Regions from separate parts of the Mus musculus genome. Here region 2 is linked to region 1. Evidence: chromatin contacts called from public Micro-C data. All regions are on one chromosome and are shown on one strand. Each heading gives the region's core, a stretch centred on a gene start, on an enhancer-like site or on the middle of the called end of the contact. The rest is flanking DNA. Distances are from core to core; before and after follow the strand shown. Region 1 overlaps Shb (src homology 2 domain-containing transforming protein B). Region 2 overlaps Tmod1 (tropomodulin 1).

What was found. A called contact is a pair of places that touch in the nucleus more often than the background predicts.
Region 2: a Micro-C map of muscle stem cells shows a contact between it and region 1, with 3 times the contacts expected there. The contact joins two enhancer-like sites.

Annotation. Positions count from the first base shown.
Region 1 is chr4:45,469,995-45,475,952 of GRCm38.p6, reverse strand. The region is part of intron 2 of Shb (src homology 2 domain-containing transforming protein B); the gene reads left to right. Among named protein-coding and RNA genes, the nearest start is that of Shb, 58 kb to the left of the region's middle. Within about 2 kb of position 2,707, at least 187 of the 459 cell types and tissues checked have an H3K27ac peak or open chromatin away from gene starts, as enhancers often do. A contact at or near this core is called in muscle stem cells, where this site is marked.
Region 2 is chr4:46,085,163-46,091,120 of GRCm38.p6, reverse strand. Tmod1 (tropomodulin 1) reads right to left here. Exons shown (of 10, transcript NM_021883.2): 5 at 186-275. Among named protein-coding and RNA genes, the nearest start is that of Gm52729, 11 kb to the right of the region's middle. Within about 2 kb of position 3,115, at least 80 of the 459 cell types and tissues checked have an H3K27ac peak or open chromatin away from gene starts, as enhancers often do. A contact at or near this core is called in muscle stem cells, where this site is marked.

The sequences.
Region 1 (5,958 bases), core at 1,458-3,957:
TATATTGTTCCCCCCACCACCTTACTTTTGTCTGGCTGTAGGGCGCTGCTGTCTGATTGCCTGGCTGCCTGCTGCCTGCCCTTAGGGTAGAGGGGTGGACTGCAGGGGGCCACAGAGTGGAGCTGGACTGTTCAGTTAAAAGCCACAGAGAGGATTTGGAGTGGAGTTGGCAGCTCTTAAAACTGGGTGTTACTCATTCAGCAGTCATATTGCATTTGGTCCTAGGCAACCAGGGACTGGTCTATATCAGACTCAGGCCACTGTATAAGGAGGAGGTGGGCAAGCGTGGCTTGGTTTCCTGGACATGGAGGTCAGCAAGGATGTTGTATGGTCACCAACATTCCAGGAAATAGGGAACGTGAAAGACTTTTGAGTGGTCAGAATTTGTGTTAAACCCCAGAAGGTGAGCAGGTCAAAGGGAAGGGGTCTTTTGGGTAACAGAGGAGTGGATATCATGTTGTCCCTAAGGACTTATCGGTGCCTTCATAGGCACTGAACTGATATCAGAGCTGGGTCTTAGAAGTCATCTGGATATGGGAAGTTGTATTAAGAAGAACAATAGATGTATAGGAGTGACCACAGTCTGGCCGTAGCCAAAGGTGGAGTAAGCCACCCACCCCAGGAGCCTGTGTGGCCATAGCCACAGGTTTATGAGGACATGCAGCTCCCAGCATGCCCAGTGACCAGGACTTTCTAATCTCTTACGAGAGAGCTTTACTCTTAGGTAGTCTGAAATTGCTGAACCTTCACCTTTCTGCACTCCACCCCCAAACTCATCCAGCCAGTCTTTTTCCTGGATTGTGTGATTAAGCTCAGTGGAATCCTGCTGATAGCAGGTGGGCGCCGGGCCACATAGCTTGATCGTCATGGAGCCTCCTCTGCCCAGAACACTAGGCCAGGCCTGGAAGTTGCATCCACAGCTAGTCATGTGGCAGTTTTTAAAGCCAGCACCTCAAACATCCTAGAAACTTGGATGAGCAAGTGATACCAGAATGGAGCAGTGCTCAGTGCTAGTTCTGGAACCACAGGGTCAGTAGCTCCCCAAGAGGGTCAGGGATGACGCCTGCAGGAGGTGAAGTCCAAGCTAGACTTGGAAGCTTGCCGTGTTGAAAAGAAGAGCTGAGAGGCAAGGTCATGGTGGTGGGTGGGAGCAGATGCTGACCGTGACTTAGAGCCAGTCCATCAGTGACCACCCTGAGGTTGTCACTCTGAGCCTGTCCAGTGTTCAAGGGCTGGGGAAGCCAGCCCGTGGCCTGGAGATAAGGGCTTTAGATCCACATACAAGGGTTACTGACTTAACGTTTATTTTCAGCCAGCTGCCACTTTATGTAAGTACTGCCCTCCAGTTACATAGGCCCATGTAGTCTGATCATGGATTCTGCGTGCTTTGAGGCTTGGAAAGTGGGACCCTCTATGTATGAATCGGGCAAGCTTCAAGACCAGTATCCACAGGAACTGAGTTTCCCCCATGAACAGGCTTCAGCAGGAGCCCAGCTGAGCCTACAAAATGCAGAAGGTTTCACTTGGGGTGTCAAGGGAAGCTCAGTCCCCTGGGAGCTCAAAAGTTCACTCAAGCCCCGTGGACAGGTAGACCTCAGCTGCAGCAGGTGGCTGCCCGCCTTGCTCCCACCTGTGTCCCCTAACTAGCGTAGGGCACACAACATGGCAGCTTGGACACTTTTCAAAGCTACCATTTGAGGTTGTCTGACTTGTCTAGGGTCTCCAAGCAGCAGGAGGGTAGGGTGTTTTAAACAGCAGGCACTTCCTGCTGAACCTGGAAGAGGAATTGGTTGCAAATTAAAGCCCCCTGGAACCAGAGTGGTTTGACCTATTAGGTGGAACTGTTGGATGGGAACCAACTGAATGTTGAAAGGCATCTGTCTGAGATGAAGATTTGGGTCTTGGAATGATCTGTCCCACTCTGTTCTTCTGGAAGGTAGAGTGGAGCACACTCAAGGACCCCTGGTGGCAGTGACCCCTGTGGGGTGTGTAGGATTGGCACAGCACTGGCCAGTTCAGTCAGCCTGTAATGTGAGCCCCTCGCAGGGGTTTGTGAAGTTTCTAAATGCCTTCCCCCCTTTTTCTTGGCGTCCCGGCTGCTCATGTGATGCTTTCTTTTATTAATGTATTTGACATTGTCTGTGATAAAAGCAGACTAGGCAAGAGCCTACCCCAGTGGAGGAAGGGTAGTAGGAGACTCCCCAGAAAGATCTCGGAGGCTCTGTCAGTCCTCAAAGCTTGGCACAGGATGTCTAGCAGGTGCCTAGCCAGCTCTGACAGGGCTGGAGGTGAGCTCTGGAAAAGCAGAGGTGCTGCTTAGTCAGGGGCAGGGGGCAGATGGTTGAGCTGTTCGGTCTGGTGGCAGTAGACATCCATGAGAAAAGGCACTCTGCACCCAGGAATTTAAAAGTTGTTGGTGACAGAGGTGGGGGTAGGGGTGGGGGCGGTTTCCCTCACCTCTTTGTCTCTGCATCAGGAGGAAGATAAGCCAGAGTCTTTGGTCATGTGGCCTGTGGTCATGGTGCCTCCTTGTCAGGGGGACGTGAGTGAAATCTGAAGTGAGCCTGAGGTGGCAGCTGTACCGTGACAGCTGCCGCCCTTCCCTCGGGCTCCGGCCAGCCCCATCCTCCCCCAGGGCCGGGTGAGGAAGCTGGTCTGGCAGCAGCACTCAGCTGTCATAGCACATCAGTGGTTGTAGTTCCCAGCTCAGGGAACCATGCCAAGCGCCAGCAGATGATGTACTTAACGAAGCACTGAGGGAGGGAGGCTTGGCTCTAGACAGCGGGTTTGAGAGGCAATGCCGAGGTGCTCCTTTCTCCTGGGCTCGCTTTGGGGCTGCTTTGGGGCAGAACTGTCAAACTTTTGAACCTGGGGAACCAGATTGTGTCTTCCCAAAACAGAATTGCCTTTTGGGGGGAGGCAGATATGGAATAAAGCGAGTTGTGGGGTTGAAGTTGACTTTATCAAAAAAGCTCTGTCCAATATAAAATAGCATGCATTCTCATGTGGACCAAGCCAAAGGACTGTGTGAGTCATGTGTACCAGCTGTCAGTTAGGAACAAGGCTGTGGGACTCTGCCCGTGTGTGTCCATCCCTCCCTAATGTGGAACATCTGCACGGGGCTTTACGGTTTACAAGCCTCTTTTATATCCTTTGTCTGGTTTTATTTTATAACAGCCCCATGAAGTCGATATTAATTTTCTCCCCACTCCACAACTGAGCCTACAGGACTCCGCTGGGGCAGGCCCCTCGAGTCAGGAGCTGGTAGATTGCAGAGCCAGGGGTTGAATCCAGATCCAGAGCGTACCCACGGATATGTATGCCTCCATAGTCCATCACTGAAAAAACGTAGTTGTTTGATTTGTACTTGAATCTGCTCTGTCATGCAAGGTTGGAGGCTGGGTGAGGTGGAGCAGAGTGCTTGCTTAGCAAACACAGGCCTTCCTTGGGTTAGATCCCCACAGCAGTGCATACCCAATCAGGACGCAGGGGCAGAAGAGACTAATGCCTCCGTGCCTCTTGCACCTTATTTCTTACTCACTGAGGCCTGCTGATGTCATCCACTTGTAAGCTACAGGAAGCCCAGAAAGGTTAGAGGGCTTGCCAAGGTCACCAGCTAGAAGTGAACTGGCCAAGAGGTCACTCCACGTGCCCAGTGTGCCTTCTGCTTGCTTGTGTTGTCGTGTTGCTGCAGTCACATGTAAACACAGACATAAAGAGAACAGTTTATAAGAGGATCATTCAGTGTCCGAGTGAGCCACAAGGCTAGCAGGCCTAAGTTTGGTCACTCTGAAGATAAGGAAGTTGCCAGAGGGGACGGGGCTGTGTGCAGTCTGCTGTAGAGCTGGCCAGGCTCCTGCCCTCCAGCTTCGTCCTTCAGCCCATCCTCCACCCACTAGTTCTCAGCCTCAGACAGGCCTTCATGCTGTGAGGTTCCTGTAAGTTTAGGGGTCTGAACTGAGAGTTGACCCCAGTCCTCTGTCATCAGGAAGCTGAGTACTGTGCTCCCTTTTGCTAGCATGACTTCCACCTCAGGCTCACAGCTCAAATGCCTTGTTTCTCAAAGTTGAGTCCACATCCAGCCACCCAGTTATTTTTAGGTGGGAACTTCCTATTCTGTGTTCTATCCCAATCCGCCCCCTCCTCAAGCTGAGCGTATGTTTTCTGTCTGGCAATGGTGTTGGTGTTGCCTTATTTTTAGCATAGCTTGTTTTTCTTCCTGACTTTCCTTTTCTTTTGATTTAGCGTGCGTGATCACACACACACACATACACACACACTCTCAAATAGGCATCTCTCCCCACCCCACCCTTCTTATTCACTAGGTTACCCGACGGACGAGGCAGTGGCTTCAGAAAATCTTGAGCACTGTGTCGCGCATACTCCTCGGGCTTCTACCTCAGTCCCTTCACCGTCCCTCACCCTGTCTCCGGGGGTGGTCTGTAACACTCACACTGATGTACATACCTGATTAGAAATGCATACAGTGGCTGCTGGAGGGCCTAGAGAGTGTGAGCCTGTGTGTGCATGTGTGCATTGACGAGGCTTCAGGGCCCTAATTCTATCTACGGTTTCCATAACATTTGATTCTGGCATATGCTGTCATCCCTGCACTGGGGATGCTGAGGCATAGAGTGTTGTATAAAGTAAAATACCCTGTGTTGCTGTAATAAAATGCCCTGGTCAAAAAACAACTTTGGGTAGAAAATGTTTATTTTAGCCTAACTTATAGGTTATAGTCAGTCCTGAGCAAACCAGGCAACAGGCACTTAAAACAGCTAATTGTATTATATTTACAATAAAGAACAGAGAAAAGTGAACACATGCGTGCTTGTTGGCTTGCCCTCCTGCATTTGCTCAGTAATTTCTCCACACTCACATTGCAGGAAACCCTGCCTAAGGAATGGTGCCACCAACAGTGGGCTGGGATTTCCCACGTCAATTAACTTACTTAAAACAGTTCCCTATGCACAAACCCAGTGTGGACGATCCCTCACTGAAACTCTCTTTCTTCCAGGCTTTTCTCTGTTATGTCAAGGTGACAGGTAAAGAGAAGCATCATGTCGGCCAGCCTGGACTACAACGTATAGTACAGGGGCAGGGAGATGGCTTGGTCTTTAAAATGCCTACCGCTCATAAGGAGCTGAGTTGCAGTTCCCTACACTCACGTGGTAACCAGATATGGAGGTATTTGTCTAGAACAGTGCTGAAGCGAGGAAGAGGAGATAGATAGGTGGGGTCCTGGAGTGTGTTGGCCAGGCAGCCAGCCCAGATCAGTGAGCTGCAGGTTCAGGCAGAGACTGTCGCCAAAAACACATCAGGGTTAAGAGCGCTTGATGCTCTTCCAGAGGACCCAGGTCTGATTCCCAGCACCCACATAGCAACTCACAACTGCCTGTAGCTCCCGTTGCAGGGGATCTAATGCCATTTTCTGCCATCTGCAGGTACTACACTCACATGGTGCACAGATACACATTTAGGCAGTACATCCATACACATAAAAAAAACTAAAATGTAAGTAAAGACAAAACAGTTTACTTCGGGGTTTGTGTATCAGGCTTTAAATGTGTAGACATATGAAATAGGAACTGCTTAGAAATAATACCAGGACAGAAGCTGTTGGCCAAAGCCTGTCCCAGCAGAACATGGCTGACACCGAGGGATTCCACAGTACTCTGATGAAAGCAGATTTGGGAAGTTCCTGCTCCCACATATAATCCCAGGCATCTTCACTTGTCTTGGCCTCAGTTTCCCCATTTTCCTGGGGCTGAGGTAAAACTAATGGTAGCTGTCTCAGTATAGATAGGAACAGGTGTTTATTCCTGCATCAAGAAGCCGAGGCGGGAATATTGCACATTCTAGGTCAGTTGGACTGCAGAGTGAGACCCAGTCCTTGAGAAGGGTGTGCCAAAGAATGATGTGTGCCTAGTGTAAAAATAAATAAATAAAATCAGTGTT
Region 2 (5,958 bases), core at 1,866-4,365, 610 kb before region 1:
CCAGCAGACTTAAAGGACAAGATGAAGAGATTTTCCTAGGTAAGATGTGCAGTAAGCCAGAGTATCAGAGGCACCGCACTGAGATGCAGGAGGAGGCGCCTCTTTTCCAAGGTGCCCTCTGTTAGCCAGTCTCGGGGCCCTGCAAGGGGAGGGGATGGCAGCCAAGTGGGGCTGTGGATACTCACTGTTGAGCCCCTCCTTGTTCACGATGGAGCTGCTGCCCAAGGCTTGGTAGTACTGCTGGTTGCTCATGAGTGTGTGCATGCCCAGGATAGCTGTGGGGACAAAGGGAGGTCTATGACTCTGCTCCTGCGGTCAGAAATATCTCCCGGGGACCCATCTTCCACATGCTGGGAGCTTTGCTCACAGAAATGGTAAGAAACATGTACACAAAAATGTAAAACTGTGGGTTATCATCATTCTAGCTTTCGTTCATGTGATTCTCAGACACCCAACCTCCCTAGACCTCTCTTTGGTTGTGGCCACAGATTTCCAGATCTCCTTGAGGTCCAATGGGTACACCCACCCAACACAACCCAACAGAATGAGTCTTTTCCAAGGAGGGCATTTCTGTCTTCTACCCTGTCCCTCAGACCCTTTTGACCTCCTGAGGTCTCTCAGGTTGTCCCATCTCCCTTGTCAGTACCTCTGCCCTGGTTGAAAATCTGTTCTTTTCTCACTGCCGTCACCTTACAATGGTCCCATTATAATCTTTCAGTCTTGTGATGTTATCGAAAGTGTTACACGTCAGTAGGAGCTGCATTGTGACTTACATCTTTATCTTTTCTAGGCTGGAGGCATCTGATAAGATACCCAAGATTCTAGATCAGGTCAGTGAACCTGAGCTCAGTCAATCTACCATCACCAGGAGAAAAAAAAACCAACATGGCGGCACCCTCAGTCAGGAGTGCTGTTGTGTTCAGCCAGGCAGTAAGTGCATCTTGATTTATGAGATTTCCAACTTAGGGTGGAACCCATCAGGCCATTGCCCCATTGTTCCTGGAGAGACATCTGCATTAACAGAGCCGTGTTACCATGACTTTAGTTTCTTCCTGCTGTCTACTTCCCAACACTCAGCATAGAACAGCCAGAAAGATCTTTCTGGAGATGCCAACACAGCTTCATGACTACACGCTAATTCTTTCGCTCATTCATTTCTTTGGCATTTGCTGAGCACATTCACTGTGTGCCAGCTCAGAGGAACTGAACTATGAAAGGCAGGAGGTCTGCCCATGTAGTTTACGACCTAGTGGGCGCAAGCAGAGCTGAGCAAGGGCCAATCCAAGCAGAGCTGAGCAAGGGCCAATCGTTAAAGCCCTAATAAGCTCAGGAGGGGGTCAAGTGTCTGAAAGAACATCCTGGAAAAGCACAGCAGGGGGCTTGGGAAGGGAAGGATGATCGATCGATCGATCGTTGGCCAAGTCAAAGGAAGGCAGGAAGAAGGTTGCAGGCGGTGCAGATGGTGGGTGGTGAAGCACAGACGCACACCAGTGGAGTTGGAGGTTGGGAGAGACGGGGAGAGGAACAGGTTGGGTTGGACAGGTGGTGGGACAACAAGGATGACCCCCCCCTCCCAGTAGGACATACGCTGGGCCAGAAAAGACCTTTGGGTCCATGATAATTCCTTAGCATAAATATGCCCTGTTCAATATTTGAGATAAATGATTCCAAACTTGTGGGCCTTTTTCCAGGTCTTGAAATTGAGCCTGGGAGCTTATACCATGCTTGGCAAGGGCTCTAATGCTGAGATATATTCCCAACCCTCTTTTTACATTTTATTTTCAGATAAGATCTCACTCTATTGCCCAGGCTGCCTTTATGTAGCCAAGGCTGCCTTTGAACTTTGATGTTCCTGGCTCAGCCTCCTAAAGAGCTGACATTACAAAGCCTGTTTATTTAAAACTCAAACTCAACTGGATAATCTATATTTTGTTTAACCATCCTATCTCTACAACGTCAAGATTTGATGCAACTCTTTCTCCTCTAGGGAGCCTTCTTAGATTCCTCCCCCTTTCTCTCAGTACCCAGTATTCTTTTTGTTTGTTTGTTTGTTTTTGTTGTTGTTTTTTTCAAGACAGGGTTTCTCTGGATTGCCCTGGCTGTCCTGGAACTCACTCTGTAGACCAGGCTGGCCTCGAATTTAGAAATCCGCCTGCCTCTGCCTCCCGAGTGCCGGGATTAAAGGCGTGCACCACCACGCCCAGCTCCCAGTATTCTTTCTATGCCACAGTGAACCTCAGTACGAAGGTGGTGCCAGGACACCTTTTTTTTTATGCTTTCTCTGCTGGGCTGTGGGCTTCCAGAGGTCAGGGGGGGATATTACTACTCTTCAATCTCCCCTGGACTATAGTAGGCATTTGGTAAATAGTTGGTGATTTGCTTTCTAATTTCCATTTCAGTAGATAAGTTTTTTAGGTAGAGGGATAATAGGACAGGCATTAAAGAAGACATAGGAGTTCAAGTTCTGGTCCTCACTATGTCCTCCTCTGTGCCATCCTCTGTCTGACCTCCTGTGTCCAGCCAGCGTGATTTAAGACCCCAATCACAGCTACATATGCAGACCATCTGGAGGGCTCTAAAACAGTGTCACTGTTACGGACTGAGGGTTACAACTTCTTTGGATTGCTTTTTTCTTCTCTCTTCTCTCCTCCTCTCTCTCTCTCTCTCTCTCTCTCTCTCTCTCTCTCTCTCTCTCTCTCTCTCTCTCTCTCTGTGTGTTGCTATATAGCCCAGGCTGACTTTGAACTCACGATTCTCCTGCCTCAACCTCTCAAGTGTTGGGATTACAGCCATGCCCAACTATGCCTGGTTCCTTGAGGTGATTTTGGTGCCCCAATGGAAACTGAGAACCAGAAGACGAGATGATCTCAAAGTCCCTTCTGCTTCTCTCCCCTAGGAATCTTCTCAGCTAAAATTAGCCTCGCCGGCTCATCACCGTGGAGGGCTGGGGAGAGAGAGAGAGAGAGAGAGAGAGAGAGAGAGAGAGAGAGAGAGAGAGAGAGAGAGAGAGGCAGCTGTTGCCTTTCCAGCTCTCGAGGTTTTAATTTAGGCTTTGTCCCTGTGGGCTGAGGGAGCAGCGGGGGCTGAGTCAGCAGGTGAGTCATAGCTCCTCCTCAAGGCAATCTTCCAGGGAGGTGCTCCTGCCTACCCCACCCCCACAGCAGAGCTCAGGTTTGCCTAGGTTGGGATCATATGAAATATACTACTTTTTTTTTTATGTCTGTTTTTGACTGAGAGCACACACAGAGAGGTCAGGGAATAAATAAATAAGAGTGCAAAATATAGTTGGTGCTTGGGCTCCAGCATCCTGTGAAGGGATTAGACAGAGGCACAGAAGTGTGTGAGGGGACTAGGAGCAAAGAGGCGTGGGTTGTTACTACTTTTTTTGGTGACCTTGTAGAGGTCATTTCCTCTTTGGGATCCCTGGGTTTCGAATCCACAAAACAGTGTGTGCTTGAACGCCTAACTCTCACCTTCCCGAGGGACTTGGCAGTGGCTCAGCGATTCTTACATTTTTAGCCTTCTTCTGAGTTCTAGAATAAGCATTCTGGGGACTGTCAACCACCCTCCCACACCTACCGGGGACATGGTTTGATAGGTGACTCCGCAGAGATGCTCCTAGTATAGAAGGCAAAAAGTACTGTGTCTACTGGACCACCAAGAGCTCTAATGTCTAAAAGAGCCCCTCACCTGGAGAATTCTGGGACTAAGAGCATATTTGGAGAGATGGTTTTTACGTGCTGATAGCGGGCTGAAGAAGGAAGGGCACCACTTGGCAGATCATAGGAAATTTGGGTTCCTGAAAGGAAGGAAAAGTGGGGGCGGGGAGAGCCTGGCTCAAAATCGTCATTACTAGCCTAGTGGCCCTAGGAACACAGCGTGGCTTTCTCTCTGGCTTGTTTTTGTGCCCCCAGGAGCGTTCGATGCAAAGGAAACCCTGATGTCTTCTGTTGCTTCCTTCTTTGTAGGTCTCAGCCGATTGTTAGCACCAAGGAACTTGACTTTTTTTTCTCCTTTCCGCCCCCCCCCCTTTTTTTTTTTTTTGTAGATCTTCCTCAAAACTCGAAAAGGACTATTTTTGAACTCTTAAAAAAGAACATTGAGTTCAGTTTCCTCTCTCTGTCTTGGCAGGGCTCCTTCCGTTTGTGAGTCCACTCAGAATGCAGTGTGATCAGTGTACACACCCTCGGCTTCTCCAGCTGTTGGGGGCTCGCGCCACCCTGGGTGGAGTGGGGGCTGAGAGCTGTGTTCTCACATCCTAGGTACTGGCACTGAAGCTGGCTCTGGCCCGGAACCCGGGAGCTGGCAAACTGTTCCAAGGCGAGGCACATTCCTTGACAGTCTCAGAATCAGAGCATGGGTGCTTAGAGACATGGAAGCCACCAACGACCTGAGGGCAGCCCATTAAGGCCTGGCCCATTGTCTTTGGGAGGTGGGTGCTCCCTGCAAAGGGTGGGAAGGGTGGGTCTCCTTCCCTCATTCCTGTCCTAATGCAAGGGTCTCTAAAACCCAGCTGGGACAAAATCCTTGAGTGAGTCTAGGAGACGTTGCTAATCTCAAGAGTTTGAAGCTGGCTCCCAACGTCCGGTAAGCTAAAGTCATACATAGGCCACAGGTCAAGACCTTTGCATTGCCAGAGTCTGCTCTGCATTGCAGAACTCACATTTCAGAAGTCACATATTTCTGACCTGTCCTACTCTTGGGCCCCTAAAGGCAGAGAATGGAATCCATTAGTCCTAGCAGATGGGTGTTCCATAATGTATATCAACTCAATGAGTTAGTGCGTGGACTGTCAACCATGTACCTCTCTTGTGTGACCTCTTGGTCAGTGCATCGCATGTTCTGTGGCTTCCGACAGGCTCCTGACATCTCCAGGTACTGAGGCTCCTATGTAAGCACCTTCCTGACCTGGATGGAAGCTCTCACTGTGCCGGAATGTCCCACCTGAAGCTTCCTCTCCCCTAACATGCTGTCCCTAGATCACCCTCACTTGTTTGACTTTGTCTTCCATGTCTATTTCCTGTGACCCTATCATTTAATCCAAGCGCCTCTCTTGCCCTCTTCCTGTCCCACTCACAGTGGCACTCTTACTCACTCATTCCATGTCTCACTGGCCTGTGTAGCGCTGCTCCGTGAGGACAGAGTGGTTTCCTCAGCACCTTAATTTTGTTTTCATGAGCACCAAGTCCACAGCTGGGTACACAGTGGGTAGGAAAGCTGGGTAACTGGGACCGTATGTGAGGGACCTAGTGAAGACTTGGTTCGTGGAAACATCTTATGGAGAGAACATGGAGACCAGAGGCAGCCTGCAGACCCCTCACCTCTCTCTCTGGGCTTTAGAGTCTATCTATCCCTTCCTGGGCAAACTGTCGCCTTCTGGTGGGCTGACCACACCAATGCCTCTGTCGATCCAGGACAGCTTGCTTCCAACTGCCTGGTTCTGCTTTTTTACCCAAGGCCAAAAGCCTGGCATCATCTCAGCCCCTTGACTCTCTCCCAGCACTAGGGACAGCTGGTGTCTTGGTGTAAAATGGGGACAATAATAGAATTTACTTCATAGGATTTGTCACGGTCAACAAATCCAGTGCTATGGTAGAGAGCTGCTTACACAGCACCTGGGACACATTTGTCACTTAGCAAATGTTCCACTGCCACCTTGTAATGGCTGAAGCGGAATGATAGGCACTGAAGGACAGTCAGTTAACTCGGGTGGACACACAGCCTCCCGATCCTTCCCCGCCATCGCAGGGGCCTGGGATCTTAGACAGATCCTAACAGTCTGCCAAGAACAACAAGGAAAATGTTTTCAAGAGTGGCTGCAGACGCTCAGCTCAGCTGAGGGCTGCTCTGCTGTGGCTCATGCTGGGGCAGGAGCCTGCTCTGACAGTGGTCATTTACTAATCCCGCATGCCCTAATGAGGATAATGTTGTTATGCAGGGACTCGGAGGAGGCCCCAG